4 separate regions of the Mus musculus genome follow, and regions 1, 2 and 4 are each linked to region 3. The links are chromatin contacts, called in public HiChIP or PLAC-seq and promoter capture Hi-C maps. All regions are on one chromosome and are shown on one strand. The core of a region is the stretch at or near the end of the contact, and the rest is flanking DNA. Distances in the headings are between cores, read along the strand shown.

The links. Promoter capture Hi-C pulls out the DNA fragments that hold promoters and counts their contacts. HiChIP or PLAC-seq counts read pairs in DNA pulled down with a chosen protein or histone mark.
Region 1: a contact with region 3 is called in a promoter capture Hi-C map of hippocampal neurons, with 6 times the contacts expected there. The contact joins the promoter of Mtrf1l here to the promoter of Oprm1 in region 3. A contact is called at or near these places in 1 of 39 promoter capture datasets (hippocampal neurons) and 1 of 115 datasets of contacts at active chromatin or transcription factors (embryonic forebrain).
Region 2: a promoter capture Hi-C map of hippocampal neurons shows a contact between it and region 3, with 3 times the contacts expected there. The contact joins the promoter of Fbxo5 here to the promoter of Oprm1 in region 3. A contact is called at or near these places in 1 of 39 promoter capture datasets (hippocampal neurons) and 1 of 115 datasets of contacts at active chromatin or transcription factors (astrocytes).
Region 4: a contact with region 3 is called in an H3K4me3 HiChIP or PLAC-seq map of forebrain, with 5 times the contacts expected there. The contact joins the promoter of Lrp11 here to the promoter of Oprm1 in region 3. A contact is called at or near these places in 2 of 115 datasets of contacts at active chromatin or transcription factors (forebrain and stem cell-derived neural progenitor cells).

What each region holds. Positions count from the first base shown.
Region 1 is chr10:5,822,542-5,825,241 of GRCm38.p6, forward strand. Mtrf1l (mitochondrial translational release factor 1-like) reads right to left here and starts at 1,402. Exons shown (of 7, transcript NM_175374.3): 1 at 985-1,402. The coding sequence starts at 1,222.
Region 2 is chr10:5,804,178-5,806,877 of GRCm38.p6, forward strand. Fbxo5 (F-box protein 5) reads right to left here and starts at 1,288. Exons shown (of 5, transcript NM_025995.2): 1 at 1,082-1,288. The coding sequence starts at 1,160.
Region 3 is chr10:6,787,260-6,789,959 of GRCm38.p6, forward strand. Oprm1 (opioid receptor, mu 1) reads left to right here and starts at 1,311. Exons shown (of 4, transcript NM_001302793.1): 1 at 1,311-1,899. The coding sequence starts at 1,616.
Region 4 is chr10:7,588,499-7,591,198 of GRCm38.p6, forward strand. It overlaps Lrp11 (low density lipoprotein receptor-related protein 11), which reads left to right and starts at 1,319. Exons shown (of 7, transcript NM_172784.4): 1 at 1,319-2,115. The coding sequence starts at 1,554.

The DNA of each region.
Region 1 (2,700 bases), core at 152-2,651, 960 kb before region 3:
AGCCAAGAGGTTGATCTCAGTAACCAACCTCAATCCCTCTTCCCACTTTCTTCGAGGCAGGGTCTCTGAATCAAGCCTTAAGTTCCCAAGTGTGTTCTACTCGGCAGACGTCTCTGGAGGCTTTAGGAACGCAGACACTTTGGAATCTCGAGGGAAACATGAATTTCCAGGTCTCGAGTTCTAACCATACAGTGCATCGCTCCTCTTGCACTGCAGTGTGCCAATGCCATACACTCACCTGCGGCTTTAGTTCCTCTGCTGGGACTAGCGAGTCTTTCCTGTGCAGCTGAGCTGCCAGTGTGAGACCCCAACTTACAGAGCATTTCTCCCTGGAAGGTAAAGAAAGCCCCTGGACGTTCCCCAAGCTTGCTTTCCCTGATCTCTAAAAATACAGCCAGAAAGAAGCTCTTTGTTCTCTATAGCCAGCAAAAAGCCTTTTTGTTTCTATACTTTACAACCAGAGATGCCTGCCTTCCTGTGCTGAGGACACGGAGATAAAAATTCAGAAAGAACTCACTACCCACTCCTGCCTTGTAAATTTCACCAAGGACACAGAAAAGAGAAGAACTCTCTTCCCAACTCCTCCCAACTCTTCCCAACTCTCCTCCCAACTCCTCCCAATTCCTCAGCTAGCTGTTAAAAGCCCCCTACTGCCACTGCTTGGGGTCGAACTCCCCTGCCCGGCACCGTCCTCAGCTAGCTGATAATAAAACCTCTTGCAGTTTGCATCAGGTGTGGTTTTCTCTCGGGTCACTGGGGTGCTGGCCAGCTCATCCCGGGACTTGAGCGGAGGCCTAGCTTCGGGGGTCTTACACCAGGAGGGGAGAGGAAGCAACCGAGAACCTTAGTGACTTCAGAGGACTAACTTGGCAGAGCACCTTGTCCAGGGACTGCTCTAGAGAGCCCAATGGAGGATTGTCAGAACCCTAGTGACAAGATCTGGAACGCAGATGGCTTCCGAACCCACTAGAGCGGGTGGCTTACCGTGCAGCAATGACTCCGTGTCCCGCAGCTCCCGCTCCTTCTCGCTCAGCAGTCGGGCGGCCGCGGCCAGCTGGGGGTACCCAGCGTCCAGACCACCGGCCTCCGAGCCCACGCGGCGCTCCAGGAAGGCCCGCAGGGGCCCGCCGCGGGCGAGGAGCTCCTCGGAAGGCGGCGGCGTGCGGCTGAAGGCGCGGCGGGCCCACAGGCGCCGGGCACCGCTCAGAAACCCGCTCCGCATCCTGGCTGGGCCGCCCACCTAGCAGAAAATATACAAACACTCTAGGAAGGTCTCCGATCCAGAAATGTTCTGCCGGAAATGTTACGAGAACTTCCGGCAAAGCGTAGTACAGCCTGGAGGTCCTCTAAAGTCAAAAGGCAAGCGGGCAGGGAGGTCTGGACGCGTTTGCCCCGCCTCCAACCCGAGCGCCGAAGTCTCCGCCCTACCCCAGGGGAGGGGCTCCGGATTCTCAGCTCCTCCTCCAAATGGGACAGGTCTGGGGCCTCAGCCCGCCCCCCTCAGGGCGGAGCTCCACCGTCTCAGCCCCGCCTCCACGGGGGCGTGGAAACCACCCACGCCTGACTCCCACTTCTAGTGGGCGAGCTCTGCTGCCTAGGCGTGACCTTGAGATAGCGAGTGCCTCCAATGCCTCAGCCCCGCCTTGAGACAGAACTTCACCTCCTCAGACCGGCCTCTAGGGAAGAGCTCCAATGCCTCAGCTCCGCTTCCTCGGCCCCGCCCTCCAAAGGAAACTCCAAAAGCGCGGCTCCGCCTCCTCAGCCCTGTTCTCTAGGGAAGGAGCTTTAACGCCTCAGTCCCGCCTTCTCGGGTCGGCTCCTGGAGGAAGCGCTTCCTCCGCCTCGTCTCTCAGGGTGGAGCTCCACCTAGTTCCGCCTACAGGCTGAACTCAGAAGCCTCACCTCCAGACCAACTCTGAAGCCTCGACTCCGCCCTCAGGCCGAGTTTGGCTGCTCCCCAAGACCTGTTCCCCAGCGAGCCAGGCTGGAGTGAACAGCAGGTGTCTGCAGTCTGAAGGTGAAGGTTTGCTTCTCAAGGCTGTGAGACTTAAGGATAGTCAAGCGACCAGCAGGCACAGAGTCCACAGCCACAGAAGTCATCTATCTCCAGTCTCTAAGGCTTAATTATAGGGTGGTCATCTGACATAGGTTCCTTTCAAGGACAGGCATATCCTACTAAACCTCCCAGGGACGCTACAAAATCTGTTTTCCTATCGTCACCCACCACACCAAGCACTAGGTTTCTCCGTTTCCTGCCTCACATTCTGATTCACTCAATCCGACTCTCCATTGCTCTCTCACTTTCTTGCTGTTGCTCCCTCCTCCTCCATATCCAAGTTAAAACTAACAAACTACAACACAATGAAGCATTTTAAAACTTTCCTCATTCTGCTCTGAAGTTGTAACTCTCGGGGAGTACTTGCTTACCTTGCTCAAGGCTGTCTGCAGCCCTGCAATTAAAAAAAGAAAGAGAGAAAAATCAAAGGCCTCCCTCTAGTGGACATCCACCCTCCTGACTACTAACTTATGTATTTGCAATTCAAAAGACTTAACCACTGCCTACCAGAGAAGTGGGTAACAGGATGTGAATAAACCAGACAAGCCACTCCTGAGGATGCAGAATTTGAAGCTTAGTCTACTTGCGAATTCTACTGGATTACTAGCTGTTTTTTGGACCATGGTGGTTCACTGCTGATCAAA
Region 2 (2,700 bases), core at 38-2,537, 980 kb before region 3:
TCTAACGGAGACTCGGGTACTCTTTTACAGACACATTCTGCTAAGCTAGTACTTTCTTCTCTTCAAGACTTAATTCCTTTTCTGATGAAGAAAGATTATTGAGGATATATATATATATATAGAGAGAGAGAGAGAGAGAATGAATTACCTCTTCCTTCAGTTGGAAATTTTCTACGATAGAACCGATGCATCTTTCATTGAGATGCCAAGAAAGATAAAAAATTAATAAGAAAATAAACAATTGATTCTCTCTGCTCACCTAAACGTTGGAAAAAGTGACCATTAATTCTTCAAAACACCCGAAAATTAAACAATCCCTCCTCGATTCTTTCATCAGCTAAACACTACAGGCAAACTCACCGTTTTGGAGGAAAAAGGGCGCTTTTTAAAAGGCCCTGCTGACTCCAGGCCTTGAGACTTACTGAGAAGCAGCAAAACAGGGGAGGAAAAAAAAAACTTTTTCCATTTGGTACAGTGGGCAGGCGGGGGCTGGGGGGTCCTTTACATTTGGCGGGAGCTGAGAAGGAGCCCCTAGAAATGCTGAGGGGGTCGGTGGTGGGAGGTGCCCCGAGGGCGCGGTGCACGAGGGAAGGCGGGAGATAAGCGCGGAGCTCAATCTCCCGCGCTCTCCAGCCAGGGCTCTGAGGGCAAAAAGTTACGGAGACTGAGTATGGATGTGAGATAGATGAGTTGTGAAATGGGGGGCGTAGAGGCTAGAGATGGGGCCATCTGGCCAGCTTGGAGTCCCACAGTCCTGTCACAGCTCGAGCATGAGTTGAGGAGGGGAGAGGAGGGGGCATTTGGCGCCCAGGCAGGGGGTGGGGTGGAATGCGGCGCGCAGAAGCCACTACCTTGCACGTCCCCAGTGCAGGGTCTCGGGGTGGGATGGAATAGTAGGACCCCGTACAAGGCCGACCACATCTGTCCCACTCTGCACCAGCCACCCTTGCTCCGCGCCTTCCTCCCAGTCCCGGGCCCAAATAGGTCGCCTGAGGCCCGGAACACCGTGATCTGCAAGCACCCAGTTTCTGAGGCTGCCGCCACAGAGAAAGGATTCCCACGATGCCCGCCTCACACTCACCGTCCACGGTAGTCCGCGCGCCAAGACGGCAGGGACAGGAGGACGGCCGGCGCAGGTCACTGCAGGTGCGCCGGCTCATGCCGCAAAACTCGGGCTCCAATGCTGGGGAGGTGGCGGCGACGACAGGAAAAAGGTGGCCGGCCAGACGAGGCGCCGAGCCGCAGCTCTTAAAAGGCGCCAGCTGGTACTTTTAAAATCTTTGAATTTGGTGCCCAAATCAGAACAGACCAATGGGGCGCGGCGTTTGCACAAGCGTGCCAATAGGCAGGCGGCATGAGAGGACGCCCTCGCTCGCCCAATAGGAGGGCGCGGGGGCGGAGCCAGCCCTGGAGCCTGGGCTCCTCCCACACGCCCAGATCCTCGCCTCCCCAAAGTTGCTGATGGAGCTGGCAAGCACGCCCATGTAGGCGTGGCCTGTGAAGGCGGCTGGTCCTCTGCGCAAACCCGCCATGCTGCCCTCTCCCCGCACCCCCCCTCCGTTATCCCGCGAACCGGCTTCTCCAGAGTCCTCATGTCCTGGGGACAGCTCCGACTTCTGCCTGAAAGTCTGTGATGGACACAGGCGGGCCCCCAGTCTTCCTCCATCGTCTGTTACGAGCGAGTTTGCAGAGCTGCAAACCCGCCACTCTGAGTGCACACCTTCCGGAAAACAAGCCCTTCCCCTGGCTCCGGACCCGCCTCTCTAGGATTTAGGCGCGCTCTACTCTCCCTCCTAAATTGGCTCCACCCCCTGCCTGGAGCTCCTGCGCTTGCGTATTGCGCGGCCGCCACTACGGAGTTGGCGGGTTGGCGCTTGCGCGCGAGGAGCCTGGCGGTTCCCTCCGGGCGGGGCGGACTAGCTGGGGGGGACATGTGACCGGAGAACCGCCCTTGCCCTGGGGATGGCGCGCAGCAGGACCCCGGCGTCCCTTTGCTTGGCGCCTTCCGAAGGCTGAGGGCGCGGCCTAACTTAGATCTGGCCATTGCATTCTTTTTTTCTTTTTTTTGGGTTGGGGGCGGGGGGGCCGGTTCGAGACAGGGTTTCTCTGTATAGCCCTGCTTTGGCCATTGCATTCTTTTGGGTTTTCAACCACCACGAATTCTTAAAAGTGTTAATTTGTATTTTATTTTATGTGTTCTTAACCTTCGTTGGCTAGGCTCGACAGCCGACCTGTTCCCCTAAATAAGTCAGACTCCCGTCTCTTTGGGGTGGAGCGCCCTGGCTGCGTGGATATTTTTATATCAAAGGCGAGAGTGAAAGTATTATTAAGTCTGATGGTGAGCTATAGTGCACCACTAATGATGCTGGGCATGCACGTCTTGAATTTATTTCTAAGTGGTGACAATACACTTAACTTCTTTTCAGACTACAGAGCAGTAAAGCTACAGGATATGCCATTTCCCTCTTGCTTTTCTGCAAGAGCATATGACTTTCTGTTAGTGTTCCATGCAGCTCCTGTGTAAAGCGGGACCAAGATTGGACTGAGTCATACAAACGTTGGGTGGATCCAGTTTTTATCAAATTCTTTTTGTTTATCCCTAGTTTTCTGGCATTTTCACGTTTGGAGTGTTGCAAAAAAAATAGTGATGTAGGTGGTGTTGCTTACCAAAATCTTGACCGCTATTTCTGTTTTGTACCT
Region 3 (2,700 bases), core at 61-2,560:
GTGTCCTGGGGAGACCGATGAATGTGAGCACACAGATTTCAGCTCAGCCATATGAACTGACACACTTATTCCGAAGAGAATATATTTAAAGGTATTTTAGCAGCCTCTAGAAAACCTTATCTACATTACTGCTGAAATGACACCCTTTAACGCAAAAGGGGACAAATAATACTGAACGTTGGCCAAAAGTCTACAATAGTTGAGCTGTGTGTTATCTTTTTTTCAGAATGATTGCTTAAAAGTAAAAATATATGTTCCTTCTAAGCTTGCTTCCCCACAGTCTGTGAGAATTCAGTTAAACTTTCTACAACCAAATGGGAGCGGGGACATTTATTTCCAGTATTTATAGTTAAAACTATGGGTATGCGCATGGCATGCATATGCATACACAGTGTTGAGACGAAACCACACTACTGCTGAATTTACGATTGTATTCCTTCAGAAGCACTTGTGAACTTAGACATGAGATCTAACATTTTTTAAATGCATTCTTGCTCCTCAAGGATCTTGCTTAAGGCCATTTCACACTCAAAAGAGCTGTGGAGTTTCTTTTGGATTCTCTATAGTGGGAAGAAAAAACATTTCTGCTTGATTCAGTAACCTGCTCCCCAGAAGCTCGGGAGAGTGGAGGCAGTGCGAAAGCTTAGGATAAATCTTCCTAAGCAGGTCCAGGAGAGTAGACCTGGCATGGGTAGTGGGTTCCTTATTTACAGGTTATCACCCCTCCTCCCTCACATCTCTAATGTGTTCTTATGCTTCTTCTTCACTAGGAAAAAAATCAGATGCAAATAGACCTTCTAACCTAAGAGAAATTGAAGGAGTGGGGGCACATGAAACAGGCTTCTTTCACAAAAATTTTCTCTTTTAGAAAAAGACAATTGTTTCTTTGAACAGGTTTGTGGGGTTGATTTTTTGAGGAACTAAAGGGGTTTTTTGTTTTGTTTTGTTTTGGTTTGTTTGTTTGTTTTCCCTCAGATATGGGGATGTGGGTAAAGGACAACATTAATAACCCTCCAGTCCTAATTAATTGCATATGGTTAGTTGAGTCGGAAGAGTGTTGAGGTATAAGGGTCATTGAGATTTTAACAGACCAACGACTTTCCTGGCTGATGCAAACAACCTAATGCATGGTTGTTACAAAGAAACTTAGAGTCTCTCTTCCCACCCTCTCTGCAGCATCCCCGCTTCTGCTCCCCCCCCCCCTACCCCAATTTACACTCCTTTACACGGAAGTGCATAGAGACTGAGGAGGCTGATTCTGAGTTGCTTTGCGCACAATCCACTCCTTCTCTCTCCTCCCTCCCCTCTAGCCTCTGGATCCCTCACAGCCCATGCTCCCTCCCTTCCACTCAGAGAGTGGCGCTTTGGGGATGCTAAGGATGCGCCTCCGTGTACTTCTAAGGTGGGAGGGGGCTACAAGCAGAGGAGAATATCGGACGCTCAGACGTTCCATTCTGCCTGCCGCTCTTCTCTGGTTCCACTAGGGCTTGTCCTTGTAAGAAACTGACGGAGCCTAGGGCAGCTGTGAGAGGAAGAGGCTGGGGCGCCTGGAACCCGAACACTCTTGAGTGCTCTCAGTTACAGCCTACCGAGTCCGCAGCAAGCATTCAGAACCATGGACAGCAGCGCCGGCCCAGGGAACATCAGCGACTGCTCTGACCCCTTAGCTCCTGCAAGTTGCTCCCCAGCACCTGGCTCCTGGCTCAACTTGTCCCACGTTGATGGCAACCAGTCCGACCCATGCGGTCCTAACCGCACGGGGCTTGGCGGGAGCCACAGCCTGTGCCCTCAGACCGGCAGCCCTTCCATGGTCACAGCCATCACCATCATGGCCCTCTATTCTATCGTGTGTGTAGTGGGCCTCTTTGGAAACTTCCTGGTCATGTATGTGATTGTAAGGTAAGGCATGTTCTGAATACCTAGTTCCGCAGGGGGGAGGGGACAAAGCTCCCCCATGAGTGACAGAGGAGAAGTAAACAGGGTACAAAGAGGGGGTGGTTTGAATAGAGTATTTGCTGTTTGTGTGTGAGCTTTTACTTTTCTGGGTTTTGTTGGTTGGTTGGTTTTATTTTTCTCCCTCTCCTTGAAAAAGCAGTGTTCAAGATTCCAAAGACAAGACATTTCTTTGGCCAAAACTATTAAGATGTGGTGGTGGGAGGCTCCATCTTGGATCCCCTTTTTATTCTAAGCCAAGAGGGTCTTTGAAGCATGTTTTGCAGTCAATCCTCCCTCTGGATGAGCTGTAAGAATAGGAAATTGTAAACAGTGAGGAGGGGAACCTTGTTTGCTTCTCCTAACTGAAAGACAGAGGCTTCACAGTAAGTTAAAGAGATAAACTCGATAACTTTTTTAGACCTGCTGGTTTAGGCTAGACTACAGTCCCACCACTTCTATATTCTGGGAGCCTTTATCTTACTCTTCTTCCATCCTGAGGCTGCCCCAGGTGGAGGAAGCTTTCCTGCCATCTCTCCTGGGCAGGGTAGCTTAAAGGTAGCAAGTAAGCTGTTGTGATGTTTAGCCCAGTACAGTACTTTCTTCCTGCAGTTCTGCTGAGGGAGTTCCAAGTGGGATCTGGAATTGCTGGGTAGCTCAGGGCATAACTATTTCTTCAGTGCTTGCAAACATGAGAAGCAATTAAGGAAGTTAAAAGCAGCAACGTTCAGGATGGTCTAGAGAGGAAAGTATCTCTATCTAGTGAAA
Region 4 (2,700 bases), core at 69-2,568, 800 kb after region 3:
TCTTCAGTGCCATACCTGTCTGGATGCTGCCATGCTCCTGCCTTGATGATAATAGACTGAACCTCTGAACCTGTAAGCCAGCCCCAATTAAATGTTGTCCTTGTAAGAGTTGCCTTGGCCATGGTGTCTGCTCACAGCAGTAAAACCTAACTAAGACACCATGTACGAGGAAATAGTGTTTTTCAGGCAGAACAGGGCATTGAGGAGGCTGTGACAGCATGCACAAGATCTGCTCAGGGCGAAGCCAGAGAAGATCTTAGCACAGAGGCTAGGTAGTGGATAATAGAGTCCCACCATTGGCCAAGAAGCTGTTCACAATAGCTTGGGGGTGGGGTAGTGTTTTTTCAATCTGGTGACACTGGGTATATAAGCCCTACTCCAGAGGAGGCCCCATGTTCAAGAGGAGCTAGTCAACACAATTCAGATTCCACATTTCTGGGTTTAATGTTGTTTTTGGGTTTTAAAAGTGAAACAAGAAGGGAGGGAGGTGAGTGCGGATCTGGGTGGAGTAGGGGAAGGTATTAGAATATGGTAAAGATGTATGGAATTCTCAAAGAATAAATAAAAGCATTTAAAAACAAAAGGTGACTTCAAAATTAGTAATAATGAGCTTCTCCACGTGTCTAAGCACTTCGTGGGCACTGACTTACTTAACATTCATTTTAGAAATGAATACGATGATATCTTGATCTTGAAGCCGCACACTTCAGAGTATTGTGTTCTATCAGTCAAACTAAATCAGGTGTCATCCATCCCAACACCCAGTAAACTGATGGGAGATCATCAATCGGCCCAACCCTCCTTCCCATACTGCCCGGCCTTTGCCTCCTCACAAGTTCAGCTTTCTGTTGCTAAACTTCTGGTGTTTAAGTTCTCTAAACGAAACTGAAAGGCGAATTAGAACCTGAATGTAAATGTTTTGTTTCCTTTATTACCTACCATAGTCCAAATCTCTTTAATAATAAATAATGCAACGAAGTTGGATTCCAAAAGACTGCCAAAGTTGTCTGTGGTCCCCTGGCTGTACCCGTCGCTCTCCGTAGTAGCCCCGAACTTTAGACTGATGGATTTTCTGACTCTTCCCCTCCCTCCAACCCCGAGTGCCCTGCCCTGTGAGCTATGGCCTTGCGCGAGTCTGCTTGCTGAATGAGGCCTGATGGGCCCAAACACCCACGCTGCTTAGGGTGTGATCAAGCCGCGGAGCAGCCAGGCAACTCCGGGGAGTCCCCTCCTCCTCCCCACCGGGCGCCGGAGACCGACAGACCTGCGGAAGTCCCGCCCCGGAGCCGCCCCAGCACGCCAGGCTCCGCCCCGTCGCAGCCGCTGTCCGCACGCCGGTGCTGATCCACGTAGAGGCCGCTCGTCGTCCCGGTGCGCTTCCGCGGCCGGAGCGAAGATAGAAGCACCGAAAGCTCGCAGCCTGGTAGCAGGGCCAGGGCGGCGCCGAGTCCGGCCGAGTCCGGCCCGCGATGCCTCTCGAAGCCGGCACACTCGCCGCCTCCGTGAAGCAGCCAGGCCCCGGGGCCGCCGAGCTCTGAGGCCGCGCTCGTGCCATGGCCACAAGGGGAGGAGGACCGGGCCCCGGCTTCCGGCACCGCGCGCTCCGCGGGCTGCTGCTGCTCTGCCTCTGGCTGCCCGGCAGCCGGCCCGGGGAGCCCGCCGCTCCGTCGTCCGGAGTGGATAGGCTGCTTCAGGACTTTCGCCGGCAGCTACAGCGGGCACGGCCTCGCGAGGAGCTAGAGCCGGAGCTACTGGGCGGCCCGCGGGAGGATTGCCCGGGTGCGGGCGGTACGGCGGTCTACCGGGCGGTGCCCGATACCATCATCCGCACCCAGGATTCCATCGCGGCGGGAGCCAGCTTCCTGCGCGCACCCGGGAGCGTGCGGGGTTGGCGGCAGTGCGTGACGGCCTGCTGCTCCGAGCCGAGCTGCTCGGTGGCAGTGGTGCAGCTGCCCCGGGGGCCCAGCGTGCCCGCACCTATGCCCGCACCCCGCTGCTACCTGTTCAACTGCACGGCGCGCGGCCGCAGCGTCTGCAAGTTCGCGCCACTCCGCGGGTACCGCACTTACACCCTCAGTCGCGCCGAGGACGCCGCTGGGATCCCTCCCCGGCCAGGTAAGCGACGCCAGGAGGGTCCCGCCTGCTATCGAGCGAGCAAACTTCTCTGCTTCCAGAGGATTAAAGCTGTGGGTAACCGGGAAAGTGGTTCACATTTTTCTCTGACTTTGGGCTGGTGCTAAGAAAGTGCAATAGAGGGGCAGAAGCAGACAGGGTCCGTTGGGCTGCCTTTGGAAGATAAGGGGGCAGATCGGAGAGCACTGACGGATCGATTTAAGACGATAGCCCGGAACCTTCTTTGTCCCAGTAAAGATTATTTTAGTTTTATTTTGTCTCATAGGTTTTATAAAGCGTGTTTTACCGCAGGAAATAGCAAGGACAAGATTTGATTAGATGCAGAATTGCTCCTAAATACCCACTCCTGCTTCCTGGTTTGGCTCTCTGCCAACACATAGCTCCTTCAGATATAAAAATATGAAGGAAAACTTGTCACTCCATCTCCATTCTTTTCTTCCATCCCTTGCCCAAAAATTTCCCCACATTCGTGACCTTGTTGGTTTTGTGTTCCACTCAATTTAAGGAGGCCAGCTGTGTGTGGAGGGGATTGGAGCTCTGTAGTGGGGTCTGCTGGGCTCAGTACAC